4 separate regions of the Gossypium hirsutum genome follow, and regions 1, 2 and 4 are each linked to region 3. Evidence: chromatin contacts called from public Hi-C data. All regions are on one chromosome and are shown on one strand. The core of a region is the stretch at or near the end of the contact, and the rest is flanking DNA. Distances in the headings are between cores, read along the strand shown. Region 1 holds the start of LOC107914784 (Werner Syndrome-like exonuclease). Region 2 has its middle 42 kb from the start of LOC107915021. Region 3 holds the start of LOC107914736 (methylenetetrahydrofolate reductase 2). Region 4 has its middle 30 kb from the start of LOC107914784.

Region 1 (3,623 bases), core at 1,040-3,539, 210 kb after region 3:
CCCAAACTAGGCAGCATTTTAACCAAACCCATCCACCCGACACGATGCAGGAAGAGGTTCTAAAGATGTGTTTGTAACACTTAGGGTGGGTTTGGATGGGCGATTGGGTGCCGTGCGGTGTGTTTAGCTTACTTTTTGTCTCACGATACAATATCGCTATAGTATCTAATCTCACCGTCACTATTATTTTTACACTAACCGCAGGTAAACGCACCGCCCATCTAAACCCACCCTTAGATTGAAATGTTAGCAAGTAATTAGTCCTCTGTTATCGTGTTCTAATCTGCAAAGTCCCAGAAAGTCATCCCCATTTCCCTTAAGTACATTCCATGGAATTTTCAATAAAGATTGCCACTTCATCAATATGATACGGCACATAATATGTGTTTTATACTTCATCACAAATGTGGATACAACTTGTAATTGTTTTAGTTGGATGATGAAGGGTGGTGGTCCGTCCTTTCTATGGTTCACCAATAAAATGTATTTTAATTATTAATATAAAAGTAAATTACAAATGCTCATTATATTTGGTATTGCATTATTTTCATTTATGTATCTTTATTTAAGACATTGTTAAAATATGCATCCACATACTTTTATCTAACTTTTAGATCCTTTTAAGCCAATTCCAAGACTTAAAAAGAAAAACCAAGCATGCAGACACATACAAGTGTTGGATATCAATACCAGAGTCCACACAAGCCAATGTCTATGGTACCAAACAGATAATACTTTTCATGAAAGTTCAAGAGGGCAATACAGAAACCAGATAGACAAGTGATATGTTAGTAGAGGTGGTCAACCAAATCAGTATATTTAGCCATGAATTCTGTGTACTAGTACAAATTCAATATGTGCATGTTTCAATGCTATACTAAATGCAATCTGAGAATGATCTAAATAGACCACTTCTACCAGAAAGTAGACAAGATAAGGGAAAAACATGAATATAAATAACGGTTTGCAAGCATACAACCATTTAGGTTATCACAGTTAAGAGTATTTCAATTAAAAGGAAATGATCGGTAATGGCAACAGCAACTCATGAAACATGGATTAAAGAGCTATATTGCTTTGACTCTTTATTTTACTAAAGTACCTGTATCCAACGCATATTTGGACAGGAGTATGGGATATGACCATTCGAGGATCTCCAAATACATTAAAAACATAGGAAAAAATTGAATATATCTGTGTTGGGAACTTACCCATATCCGGCACTCACACCTAAGGCCAAGTAATATAGGTAAAGAGTGCTTAGTTTCTGCTTTAAAAGAAATTATAGCAATGCTGCTTTATGGAAGAAAGGAAGAGGACAACACCAAACACAAGAGATATATATTTTGTTTCAAAATGTGGCATATCAGAACCGCTAAACATCAAAAAAAAAATTAAAACTACAAAAAAAAAACACAATGCCAATTCTAGCATAAGTACTCCATCTAGAAATCATGCAATTTGAAAAAAATTCCAACTTTAAGTCTCAATTCTTTAAAATAATGATCAAAGATACCTTAGGGAGGTTTCATATTAACTTAAGAAATTTTCACATTTATTTGTTTTCACACTTTTTTTTCTTAGGAAACAAACAGAAAGGATTATATGAAATGAATGTAACAATACAAGGAGGGTAAAGGAAGCAAACCTTTTTGGAAAGAGGGCTTCCACTCAATATCAAACCCTAAAGCAACTTGACCCATTTCTTTCTTCTTAATTTCAACAATTTTTAATAGCTCCATTGCAGCATTTTCTACCTCATCTTCCGTAAAGCTATACAAAATATGACCTCCAAATCTCAACGGCGGATATCTAAGCCTTGTATTAGCTGCCAATCAGAAAAATCAAAGGGTTTACTATTAGTTCATTTATTTTAATTAAAAAATGGGTAAAGTAAGGGATAGGAAATACATTGACAACGAGCGAAGGAAGACGGAAAAGAACGCGGGGGTGAGAGAATAGAATGAGGCAATTGGCGGCCGGTTTTGAGGTTATCTTGATGATGGACGGCGGACTTGCGTTTCTTGCTAGAAGATGAAGGAGGAGGAGGAGGAGGAGTGGCTTCAATGGCATCCATTAGTCGGATCACGTCTTCAGTGAAACGGTCGTCCCAATCCAAACTGAAACTATTGTTTTCTTTGAATTCCATTTCTATATCTGAAATGGAAGTGAGGGGCGGAATTAGAGGGAAAGAGAGCTTAACGTTCAAATTTTGTTAATGGCGTCTGGTAGAGTAGTCGATGGGCCGATTTGGAAAAGTTTTTGCCAGGACTTGAGCCCATCCCAGTCCAATTCGCACAAAATACTTTCTATATTAATATTCTAAATAAAAATCCTGACGAACTTTTTGTTTCTCCAAAATTTCTCTAAAAAAATTAAATTTTGAAAACATAAATACTAAATCTAAATTACAAAATTTATTTAATATATTATCTTTTTTTAAATAATATAATATAATAGTTCTATGAAAAATAATAGTGATCATTTTAATTACATAAAATTGAGTTATAACATGAAAGTAGATATTAATTTTATCTTCTGAATATAAAAATATTTAATATAATTAAAATTTAATTTGGAAAAACTTTTACACACTCTTAATTCTACTTAACAGAATATCTTATGCCATATGTTGTTCCCAGCATTAAAATTTAAATAAAATATATAAATATTTTAATAAATAAACATTTAGTATTTCTAATTTTATTTATATAAATAGAGTTATAACATGGAAAATAACCTAAGAATTAGAGATTTTTTTATATTTTAATATAAAAAATATTTTTACAAACTCCTAATTCTGCTTAACCGATCTTCTACCAAATTTTAATTCTAATTTATATTAAAATTTAAACATTGTTATAAATATCTTATTAAGTGGATGTCCATTATGATTAAGATAAAGTTTTGATATGCTTTAAATTTTAATAGTTTTTAGAATTAGATCTCTACTTTTTTTATACTTCTTATGTCTATAAATGAAGATTCTGATGAAGCATTGTAATCATCCTTTTGATTAATAAAGTACATTCTCTGTTGCTTTCATATTTTCTTTGTTCTTTATTCTCTCCATCTCTCTTTAGTTTATAATACGTTATCAGCACAATGATTCTCTATATTTTTTCAAAATCTTTCGAAGTCATCCAACATTAAACTTTCACCCTTACAAATTCATCTTCGGGATGTTGAAAGATTCAATCTCAGAATGGATTATGGTTTTTATTCCTGATCTTTGGTTTATTGTACAAGCATGGGTAAAGTATAGATTTGGTAAGAAACTTTTATATTTCGACCATATGTTTTTTTTTAATTAAGGTATGACTACTATTAATTTTTATTTGACATAAATTTTACATTCTGATAGTATTTGATTTTTGCCTTTCTAGGTTATTTTTTTTATGTAAAAGACATAATTGTTAATTATATATGTTTGTTATTAATATGGTATGTTTTCTCTATTATTAATTTTTGGTAAATAACTCTTTTTGAAGTGTTTTTTTAATTAAGTTATATTATGCATTATATTTAGATGTTTTGATTATTAAATTCTTGTTATTAAATATTCTTGAAATTTAATTATGGTGGAAAGTGTTATTAACCTACCATTGTTGATTAAAGGGAAA
Region 2 (3,488 bases), core at 714-3,213, 160 kb after region 3:
GTCATAGGAGGAAAAAATGTATGACCGTTTTGTTTCGTTTGGATGTAGGTTTTGAAAAGTTAGGGCACCGTGTTCGTGAAAATCAAACTCAGGTTAGTTTTAATTTGGCAGTGTACAAGTCGAAGGCTAGAAGTCTTCCAGTTTCTAAGCACAGATTCGACTCAATTAATTTCCTGCATAGTTCAAGATAGGCCGGTGGCGAGCTTTGGCAAAGATGACATTGTGGAAATATGAGTCAATGTGGATATTTGTTGAGTATAACTCTTATTTCAGTCCAATTTGAGAAATAATCTTTCAGTTAAACTCTATTTATTTGTTTCAATCAAACTCTGATTAGTCTAGATTATTTTATTATTTGACCTATGAATTTAGCCTATAAATAGGCTCTTTTACAACATTAGAAAATATACCCATTAGAGATTAGAACTCATAAGAAATTTAGAGAATTTTGTGTTTACGTTTTGAGGGTTCTTTATTTTCAGGTTTTCGGGGTTTAGTTTTACGTCCATCTTTTGTACTCTTTGTTCTCTTGCCCATGGCTTTTTATCCTCTTTGGAGGGATTTTTCACGTTAAATTTATGTGTTCAATTTCTCAATTTATTCCGCTATTTATTTTACTTGTTGCCAATCTCAACAAATATATTACAAATAAATTGAAAATTGAGATATCTAATAGATTACCTATCAATCATGATATGTTTGCTTCGAATTCAATCACTTTTTTTTCCCTTTTGAAAACAAGATAGAAAATATTATTTATGTTGCAATTTGCTATCTTAATAAGAAAATTGCAATTATATAGTAAAAGAATTAAGGAAAATAAATTAGGGGAAGAGTTTAAAGGTAGAAGAACATAAATACTACATGCTTATCTTAGTTGAAAAAAATAAAATTGGTAAGAAAAAAAAAGTAGAAGATTTTTCACCATATTTGTTTAGTTAAACCTTAGGATTTATTATAAATTTACTCTTTTTTTCAATTATAAATAAATATTAACTTTATGTTTGAATTGGGGAGAGGAAAAAAAAGTAAAGCAAGGAAGAAAACTTTCCTTGTTTGGAATATATAAAATTGAGTATTTCTTCTTCTTTTTTCAAGTAATTATCTTATGAAAGTGTTATAATTGGATTACATGATTTGATGGAAGTGGAATTCATTGCAAGAATCTTTCCACTGCATTCCTCTATATTACAATCCTTTTCTTTGCTATATCTTTGTTTGTTACGTTTTTTTATCCAAACATATTCCATTACAAAATTCAAATTTTTGGTTTTCTTTTATTTAGGATCATAAAATATTAAATTTTGATTACTAAATAGAAAAAATTGGGTCAATTACATCACAACTCAATTAACTATAGGCTTTTCTTTTAATCACCTATCTATGAAATTTTTAAAATTGATCACTCAATTATGAATTTTCAAAAACTCGAAGGATGAGTATCGGTGATTCTAGATTGAGAGTTAATTTTTTAAAAAAATTATGATTAAATTAATATAATATATAAAAATTAAGAATTAAATTTATTATTATATTAATTTATAAGCTACCACTTAATCCCTCCATTAAATAGGTACCTACAATTAATGAACAATGAAGAGAAAACTCGATTACTTGAATGACCAATAAAAAAATCATAGTTGAATAAAAAATAATCTCATATGACCCTGAAAATTCAGCAGTCATGACAGCAGTTATTGTAAGTTAGAATGTATTTGCATTTGTAAAGAGGCAAAGTTGAAAAAGGGAAACGAAAGCGACAGTTTGTCATTTTATTGCTTTCTATTCCTCCATACGAAGTGTCGGCAGAGGTACTGTACTCCATTTATCTGTTCCCTTTTATGAAAGGCGTCAAAAGTTATGTTTTTAAGTAACTAATATTAAAAATTAGGCTAAATGTGATTGAATGCATAGGGAATCCAAAGGACATAACTAAATCAATCATAAATGGACCTAATTGGTGCACTTTCAAGTTACAGTTTGACGTGACTTGATGTCGGTTCATTATATGTGTATGTAATGGAAGCTCCCCTTTTATTCGGCCATTGAATTTTTTGGATGTTTGTTGAAATGTTTATTTCAAGACCTTGACGTGTGTGACATGCCTAAATATCCCATTACTTTATAGTCCACTTTGCTTTTTTCAACTTTTATATTAATTTGTGTATATGTATTTTGTTTATGGTGGTCAAAAGACAACCCAATTTTGAGGAAAGTGAACTATTCGAGAAAAGTTGAAACTGTTGAAACACCATCTAATCCATTATTATCCAACCTGTTTAATTGTCCATGAAATCATTATGCGAGTTTGAGAAATATTATCTAATATCACGGGAAGTGTATTTTATTTTTATGAGTAAAAGTATTTTTTAAAAAGATAAATAATTAATTATAAAATATATTTCATTTTTATGAACTGAAGTTATACTCTAACCTTATAATTAAAAGATAAATTAAATAATCATTACACTATATTTGAATGTTTTTCATGGGTGGAAGAATGGGATCTGATTTTCTTCCCACATGGCCAAAAGGTTATAAATATAGTTTAAGAAATAGGGCAATGGCCATAGGGTTATAAATATAGTTTAAGATACAAGTCAATGAGATGGAGATTGATAAAGACATAATAGAAGGCCCACCCACATGCTTCATTACATGTGCTCACCAATTGCATCTTCACAACCCACCCACCCACCCCCCAAAAAGAAAAGGAAAACCTCAACCACTGAGACTTCCAATGGAGCATGACATTGCACTCCCGTTACAAGAGAAAAAAAAACAACTATGTTAAGTCACTCGAATTAAATTATTAAATGGACTAAAAATATATTTTTATTTAATTAAAGAGATAAAATGAATTAAAATATATTATTAATTTTAGGGTAAATTACTCAAATAATTATCCAATTATTAGTGTGTTTTTAATTGGGTCATTCGACTTTAAAAAGTTATAAAACGATCACTTGAGTTATTGAAAAAAATTTGAGTCCATTTTTGTTAAATCAAATATAGGAGAGTGACGTGGACATTAACTACAAAAACATAGTCCGCCGTCAATTTTTTCAAATCCTGACATGTTTGAAAGTCATGACATGTATAACTAAAAGGAGTAAGATCTTCTCCAAAATATACAAACATATAATATATCATTCTCTATAAATACTTGAGTATATGCTTAATTGCTTGCTAGCTTCTTGGATTGGGATTCGTCTGATATTGACTCATCAATTCTACTATGAAACAAATATCTAGACGTGTGCATAGCATAACATACATGAGACTTCCTAGTGCCGATCTTTCTCAAATGCTCTCTTCTTCCATTGTCTTGGGGCAATCTTCTAAGGAAATATGAAAGTCTGATAAAAAGGGTTGTGTTCCCTTCTTTGAATCGGCCATAGCAAAATGTTTCAATATTTTGTTTATGTATGAAGCTTGTGATAAAGCTATCTGTAACACCTTAAACCCGACCAAGTAGGTTCGACCCA
Region 3 (3,208 bases), core at 661-3,160:
TTGAATAATGATGACTGCTGGTGAGCATGTAGCATTGTGTTTTAATTGAAACTATAACCAGGTTGCTTGTCTACTTGGTTAATGATTTTGGCCAGTGAACTTTGCGTTTTTTTCATGTCGTTTATGAATGATGGTATCTATTACAGATTTATAACGCTTGCTTCTATTCACGTTCTCATTCTCTGATTTATGTTGGTCAGCTAAGATTATCATCGATAGAGACACTGGGAGGTCTAGGGGCTTCGGTTTTGTAAACTTTGCTGATGATGAATCTGCCAGCAATGCCTTGTCAGCCATGGATGGTCAGGTGAGGGAAAAAAGACATTGTTATATGGAACATGTTTCTGGTGAATCTGGTATTTGATTATTTTGTGGTACTGAAATTACAGGAACTCAATGGCCGAAATATTCGAGTAAGTTATGCCAATGAAAGACCTAGTGGCGGCCCTCGAGCTTATGGTGGTAATGGTGGTTTCCGTGGTGGTGATAGTTTCGGTAGGGATGCTGGTTACTAGGCTCTCGCATCAAAATCTTTCCATAATCATGTTCCTAGAGCTAGTAGATTTGATGATACAGTTATTTATATTCGAATTATATGCTAAAACTTATGCAACTAGTTTTCTGTAGTTAGAGGTTAATTAATTGTGATTTTATCCTTGAAAACTTTATTTTTAATTAATAAATATATTGGTTTTTTATTTTTAATTAATCTTTTTAATTAAGCACTTTTTTATTTATAAAATTAATTAAATAGTGCCAAATTATTTGTAGTAAATATAATTTTTATGTTTAATATTTATTTTTCAATCTATATCATGAGTGCAGTAAATTTTAGTATTATATATTGTGTATTTGAAATAACTATTTGAAATATTTCACATATAAACATAAAGATATTTGAAATAATTATTTGATTTTATAATATTAGAAATCAATGTACCCACAATATAGGAGGGAAAAATAAATATTTGATATATAAATATTATATGTATAAAAAATATATCAAAAGAATTAGTTGATGTTTTTTACAAAATAAAATATATTTAACATTTTGATAAAATATCAATTTTATCAAAAATATATTTTTATTATATAACTGATAATAATTATTTAACTTTATAAATTAAAAAATTATTAATTAAAAAATAAATTAAAATAAAAAACTTGAAAATAATATATTTATTAATTAAAAATATTAAATTAGAAAAAAGCTTGAAACAATATAAAATAAAAAATACAAATGCACTAAGAAGAGGAATCAAATTTGACATTCAAGCATAAAATCACTGTTAATTAATCATCTAATTGAAGTATTAATATATTAAAAATAGTAATTAAAAATAAAAATAAAGCCTGAAACAAATAAAATAAAAATATAAATGTGAGGAAAAAAAAGATCTGAAACTTAAAAACAAAACCACCAAAAGATATGGCGTGTTAAAAAATAACTTTTTTTTAAAATGGTATTTTTTATTAAATTCGGCCATAAAAAGAATAATGAAAAGGTAAAAAGCTGATTCAGTGTACGAACTAAAAAGAGGGATGAAACTGAAACAATAAAATAATAGTGAGTTTTGGTAAGAAAGCGAAAATACAACCGCCAATTTTGTGATTCATTCCAAGCTGACGCTGTTTGTGGTTGGTAAGCAATACATACGACAACCGTATTGTACCTTACGGTCTAATTTCCTCTCACTCCCTCTACTTTTCTACTTTTTTTTAATTTAAAAAATTTAATCTCTCATTTAAAAATCAAAGTCGTTAAATTTGGATTTATTATATATTTTCAAATTAAAGAGATTGGTTGTACTAAATTAAAAAGAAGTGCAAAAGAGCAGGGGCATAATAATTAAACCGTATGGTATTGACCATTAATGGGCAAATACTGAATTGAGAATAGGATAAGGCCATTGGGTTGTTGAGTGGGCAACAGAGTCATTTCAAAAGACACCAACCCCGATCCGTTCCGTTCCTCTCTCAAATACAAATACTCCCATTGCAATGCCTCCACCTCCCATCTCTCTCTTTACCAACCACAAACCCATTTGTGAGTCTCTTTTTCCTATTTTTCTGGGATATTTTTGTGTTTCCATGAATTTGGGACAATGTACTACAACATATGTTAGATTTGGACTTTCAGTCTTTGTTTAGTGCCTTGTTGATTCTTCACAATGTATTACTTAACAATAGACCGCTTACTTAAATTTTAGCTCATCTGATCTATGACTCTTAGTTTATCATTCATGCTTTATCCTATACGATTTACTTTGAAAGGATTGATTTCAAGATTGCCCATGTTTATCTTCTTCTATGATGTTCAAAGTGATCGTTTTTGCTCTGAACCATCAGTTAATTCTTTTAGATTCAGATTCGGGTTTGGGTTTGTTTTGTTGCGACTTTCTGTTGTTCTTTTCTTGTTTTATCTCTTCAAACACCTCAGTTTCATATTGAATTCTTGCAGAAGTTGGTGTTGGTGACACTGAGAGTTCAAGATCCAATTAAAGATGAAGGTGATAGAGAAGATCCAATCTTTGCAAGAAGGGAAAGTGGTGTTTTCCTTTGAGTTCTTCCCTCCGAAGACTGAGGATGGAGTAGACAACCTGTTCGACAGAATGGATCGTATGGTTGCTCATAACCCGTCCTTCTGTGACATTACATGGGGTGCAGGTGGTTCCACTGCTGATCTCACTCTCGACATTGCTAACAAGATGCAGAATATCATCTGTGTGGAGACGATGATGCACCTCACTTGCACCAATATGCCCGTAGAGAAGATTGACCATGCTCTTCAGACCATCAAGTCCAACGGCATTCAGAATGTTCTTGCCCTCCGAGGTGATCCCCCTCACGGCCAGGACAAGTTTGTCCAGGTCGAAGGCGGCTTCTCCTGTGCCCTTGATCTGGTAAAGCCATTGCTCATTCTGCCCTGTTTTTATTTCTTAATATACATATGTTACCAACTTTTAATTCCTATTCTAGGTGAAACATATCAGATCTAAATATGGTGACTACTTTGGCATCACAGTTGCCGGTTATCGTGCTTTTCATAGACATATATACATATATAAGAGGCTTGTTCATGTGGCTTTTGATTATTAATAGTTTGCTTTCTTTGCTCAGAGGCACATCCCGATGCCATAGGAAATGATGGTGTAGCCACACCTGAAGCTTATCAGAATGATCTTGCTTACTTAAAGAGAAAGGTTTT
Region 4 (3,494 bases), core at 420-2,919, 180 kb after region 3:
TAGATATTAATGCAAGTAAATACACGTGCGCACCTTGAAGCACTAGAGACCACAAGTACACTTCACATGCGAACTCTTACGTTTCAATTTTCAAGCGTTAAGCAGTAGGTACCACAAAACATCTCGAAGCATTAAACGTCTAGCAATGTCTTGAAGGAGGCCATTATATAAACCAATGTAGTCAATTATGCACCAGTTTCAATTGCACCGACTAGTGCACACCATTCCAGTAATAAACTGGAACAACCATTTCTCTTTTCTGCATTCGTGTAAATTTTTGTCTATACTGGTTGTACCTATTCATTACAACCAATTTCGATTGCACCTATTCATTGCGACCAATTTTAATTGCACCAGTCGATGCATGAATAATTTTAAAAAATAGATAAAATTTTCATTATTTTACTAGCTTTAAATTTTTTTAATTAACCGAATTTAAACTTTAAACTTAAACTTTATTCAAGGTAAAAGAACAACTTTAAATTTTAAAGTAGAAAATTTAATAATAATAATAATAAAAGTAAAGAATTTATATAATAGACACGCTAAAGGGAAAAAAAAAAGACAATAATTTCTAAACTTATGATGAAAACAACTTTATGTATATGTTTTTATTAACCTTTCATGTTATATATCTAGTATGAGATGATCTTATTGTAGATTTTTTAAAATAATGTTGTGGATAATTTTGTTATTTAATGTGTGAGATGTTTATTTTCCTTATTTACTTTAGATTTCTTGAATGATGAAATTTTATTCGCGAAGTTTATTTATGAGTATTTAATATAGCAAAATAATATTTTTATTTTTAAAATTATTTAATCTAATTCATTTGATATATTTAAATATTTTATATATTAAATATTTTATAAAAACATCGATAAATCCAAAATAGTACACTGAAACATATAGGTATTGGTACGTACCAATTCCAATAAAAAATGATGTGACCATTGATTCTGTACTGGCTACCTTGATATAAATCCCCTTACGGTTGGTGGGAAATTTTATACCCTAACTTCTAGGACGTAGTTAGCTCATTGAACCCTTCGACTTAGCTCTCATGAGGACCCCACTTATTAATTGCCACCTTTGACTCCAACCATCACGTCTCATCTAAAATGATTCAAAACACGTACAATTATCTCCCTATCTAAGCCTATAATGATGAACAACTTGATCACTTGCCTCCAACCCACTTGTAATATAAAACTCAAAACTCCAACAAGGCAAAGGATCTCTCTCTGTTTCCTTATCTTCTACTCTAACCACCTTTATTAGCGGCCATTCGCCTTGTATCACTTAATTCGATCCTCGCATCAACAATGATAATAATTATTTATTTTTAAAAGAAATAATAATAATTCATATAGTTTTATTGTATTTAGATTTATTTTATACAAACTTTAAACATAAAAATGGATTTAAGTTTTTAATATAATATTGTAAAAGAAGATGGGGTTATAACCCAATGATTACTACAAAGTGGGGAAGCAGGTGAAGATGGACAAACAGCAACGCCACCTTTACGGCTAATATTTGTTCATAAATCAACTAGTTACTATAATTGCTCCTTTTCTTTTTCCTTTTTCGTATTATATATATTTGCATGTCTGAAAGCTGCAATTCACAAAGAAGAAATAGACAAGATAGTGGTGGGGAGCATGTGCTTAGGCATGTGGGTTGTTGGAGTTTTTTTAAATAAATAACAACCAGGGAAACCGGTGCTCCATTCTTCCGGATGGACCATTCATTTTATCAAAGATTTTTGTTCCTCATCAAATCTTCCTTTTTTTTGTGTTTACTGTTGTTGTTGCCTCTTTGTTTCATACCATTTGCCATTTGCCACCCACAGAGGCCGTAATGCTTCAAGTAATCATATATATATATATTAAACTCAATCTTCTTCTATTGTTATTTTCTCTTCTTCTTTCCACCAAAATCATGAGGGCCACAATGTATGAAAATATCTCTCATTATTAAGGAAATTCAGTCCAAAAATAAAATTTTATTCACACCATCCCAATAAAAAAGTCACAATTTATATTTTTGGGTCAAACTTTTGGACTTTTAACTTCAATTGTTTTAAATATTTTAATTAATTAAATTTTAAAAAAAAAATTAAAGATTACTTCATTGAAAGATTTTATAATATAATTTTCTAATCCATAATATTTTTTTAAAATTAAAAAGTAAAAAAATTATTAAATACTAAAAATTGAAATTTTTAGATTATTGCTTTAATATTGTAATATATCGATATGAAATATGATTGGCGGTCGGACAACATTTGATTTTTTTACTAAAATACCTCCAAAAAGGGAGCAAATTTAACATGTGATAAACATGAATATATAAATGTACTAAACCTTTTTTTAATTTATATATTATTTTTTTAAAATATAGAAAAAAAATCATATCCTATTCCATATAACGAAGGATTAAATTTTTATTTTAATCACTTAACTAAAAAAAGTTACAATTTGATCATTAAACTATTCAAAAAAATTTATTTAAGTCATTGGACTAAAATCAATGATATATTACTCTATTAGCATTGTCTCCACCAATCGATAAATCTTTTTTCCCTTCTCTTTTATAATTCATTTTTTTATACAACGGCCTTGGACATCACGAATCTATGAACTAAAATTCAAATTTATTTTATCCGATCCCTGACATTGACCGTCAGATCGACTTGGACCTAAGGTATATTTTTCTACTGCTTAATACATACTAATCCACCGTATCAATCATCAAATGATCACTTAGAACTCGCTAGTGTAACTTTTAAAATTTTAAAAAAATCTTAAAAACCAAATGAATTGAACAAAAACTTTTGAATAGTTCAATAACTTAAATGAAAATTTTCAAATAATTAAGTGACCAAATTAGAACTTTGTTTAGTTAAATATGTTGGAAAATAATTATTGAGTGATGAATGATAATTGTATCTCTTGGTTTAATATTGCATTTTTTCATACAGATGTATCTTTTGAAAAAAATGTATCACTTGATTTAATATTGAATTTTTTTTCATTCATTGTTGCTATTCACTCATGTTTATTAATTTTTCAACGAATCTCTTCATTCATTTCCTCTCCTCTATATAAAGCCAAGTTAGGAGATTTCAAAAACATATCATCATCAAAACTATCAATATCAAAAATTCCTTCTAAATTCATTTCTCCTGGTAATAGAGAAAGGCAATATTCTGTTCGATTGATCATTGTTGTTGTGCTACTACTGTGATTGTTTGTTGTTGTATCCTGTGAGATAATGTCCAATGTTACTCAAAGCACCGAGGAGAGGACGAATCTATCTTAAGGAAACTGTTTATACAGGCCTCAACAAAATTCTTCTTCTAATTTTTAACTTCATCCAATTATAAATATTCTGTTGTGTTACTACTACTGCATTGTATTGCATTATCATTGTTATTGACATATTAATACAACATATGATATCAAATTTTCTTACATTCTTAAGACATA

What was found. Hi-C and Micro-C count contacts between places; a contact is called where the count stands out from the background.
Region 1: a Hi-C map of leaf shows a contact between it and region 3, with 8 times the contacts expected there. The contact joins the promoter of LOC107914784 here to the promoter of LOC107914736 in region 3. A contact is called at or near these places in 16 of 34 Hi-C or Micro-C datasets (anther, callus, cotyledon and 4 more).
Region 2: a Hi-C map of leaf shows a contact between it and region 3, with 1.8 times the contacts expected there. The contact joins the enhancer-like site here to the promoter of LOC107914736 in region 3. A contact is called at or near these places in 2 of 34 Hi-C or Micro-C datasets (leaf and seedling).
Region 4: a contact with region 3 is called in a Hi-C map of leaf, with 1.8 times the contacts expected there. The contact joins the enhancer-like site here to the promoter of LOC107914736 in region 3. A contact is called at or near these places in 2 of 34 Hi-C or Micro-C datasets (leaf and seedling).

Annotation. Positions count from the first base shown.
Region 1 is chrD10:27,124,704-27,128,326 of Gossypium_hirsutum_v2.1, forward strand. It overlaps LOC107914784 (Werner Syndrome-like exonuclease), which reads right to left and starts at 2,290. Exons shown (of 6, transcript XM_016843811.2): 1 at 1,912-2,290; 2 at 1,649-1,828. The coding sequence starts at 2,149.
Region 2 is chrD10:27,069,173-27,072,660 of Gossypium_hirsutum_v2.1, forward strand. No RefSeq gene overlaps it. Among protein-coding and RNA genes, the nearest start is that of LOC107915021, 42 kb to the left of the region's middle. Within about 2 kb of position 1,964, at least 3 of the 9 cell types and tissues checked have an H3K27ac peak or open chromatin away from gene starts, as enhancers often do. A contact at or near this core is called in leaf, where this site is marked.
Region 3 is chrD10:26,912,723-26,915,930 of Gossypium_hirsutum_v2.1, forward strand. LOC107914736 (methylenetetrahydrofolate reductase 2) reads left to right here and starts at 1,911. Exons shown (of 12, transcript XM_016843746.2): 1 at 1,911-2,047; 2 at 2,462-2,903; 3 at 2,980-3,037; 4 at 3,118-3,203. The coding sequence starts at 2,505. It overlaps LOC107914737 (glycine-rich RNA-binding protein 2, mitochondrial), which reads left to right. Exons shown (of 5, transcript XM_016843748.2): 4 at 201-307; 5 at 390-705. The coding sequence ends at 515.
Region 4 is chrD10:27,094,877-27,098,370 of Gossypium_hirsutum_v2.1, forward strand. No RefSeq gene overlaps it. Among protein-coding and RNA genes, the nearest start is that of LOC107914784, 30 kb to the right of the region's middle. Within about 2 kb of position 1,670, at least 6 of the 9 cell types and tissues checked have an H3K27ac peak or open chromatin away from gene starts, as enhancers often do. A contact at or near this core is called in leaf, where this site is marked.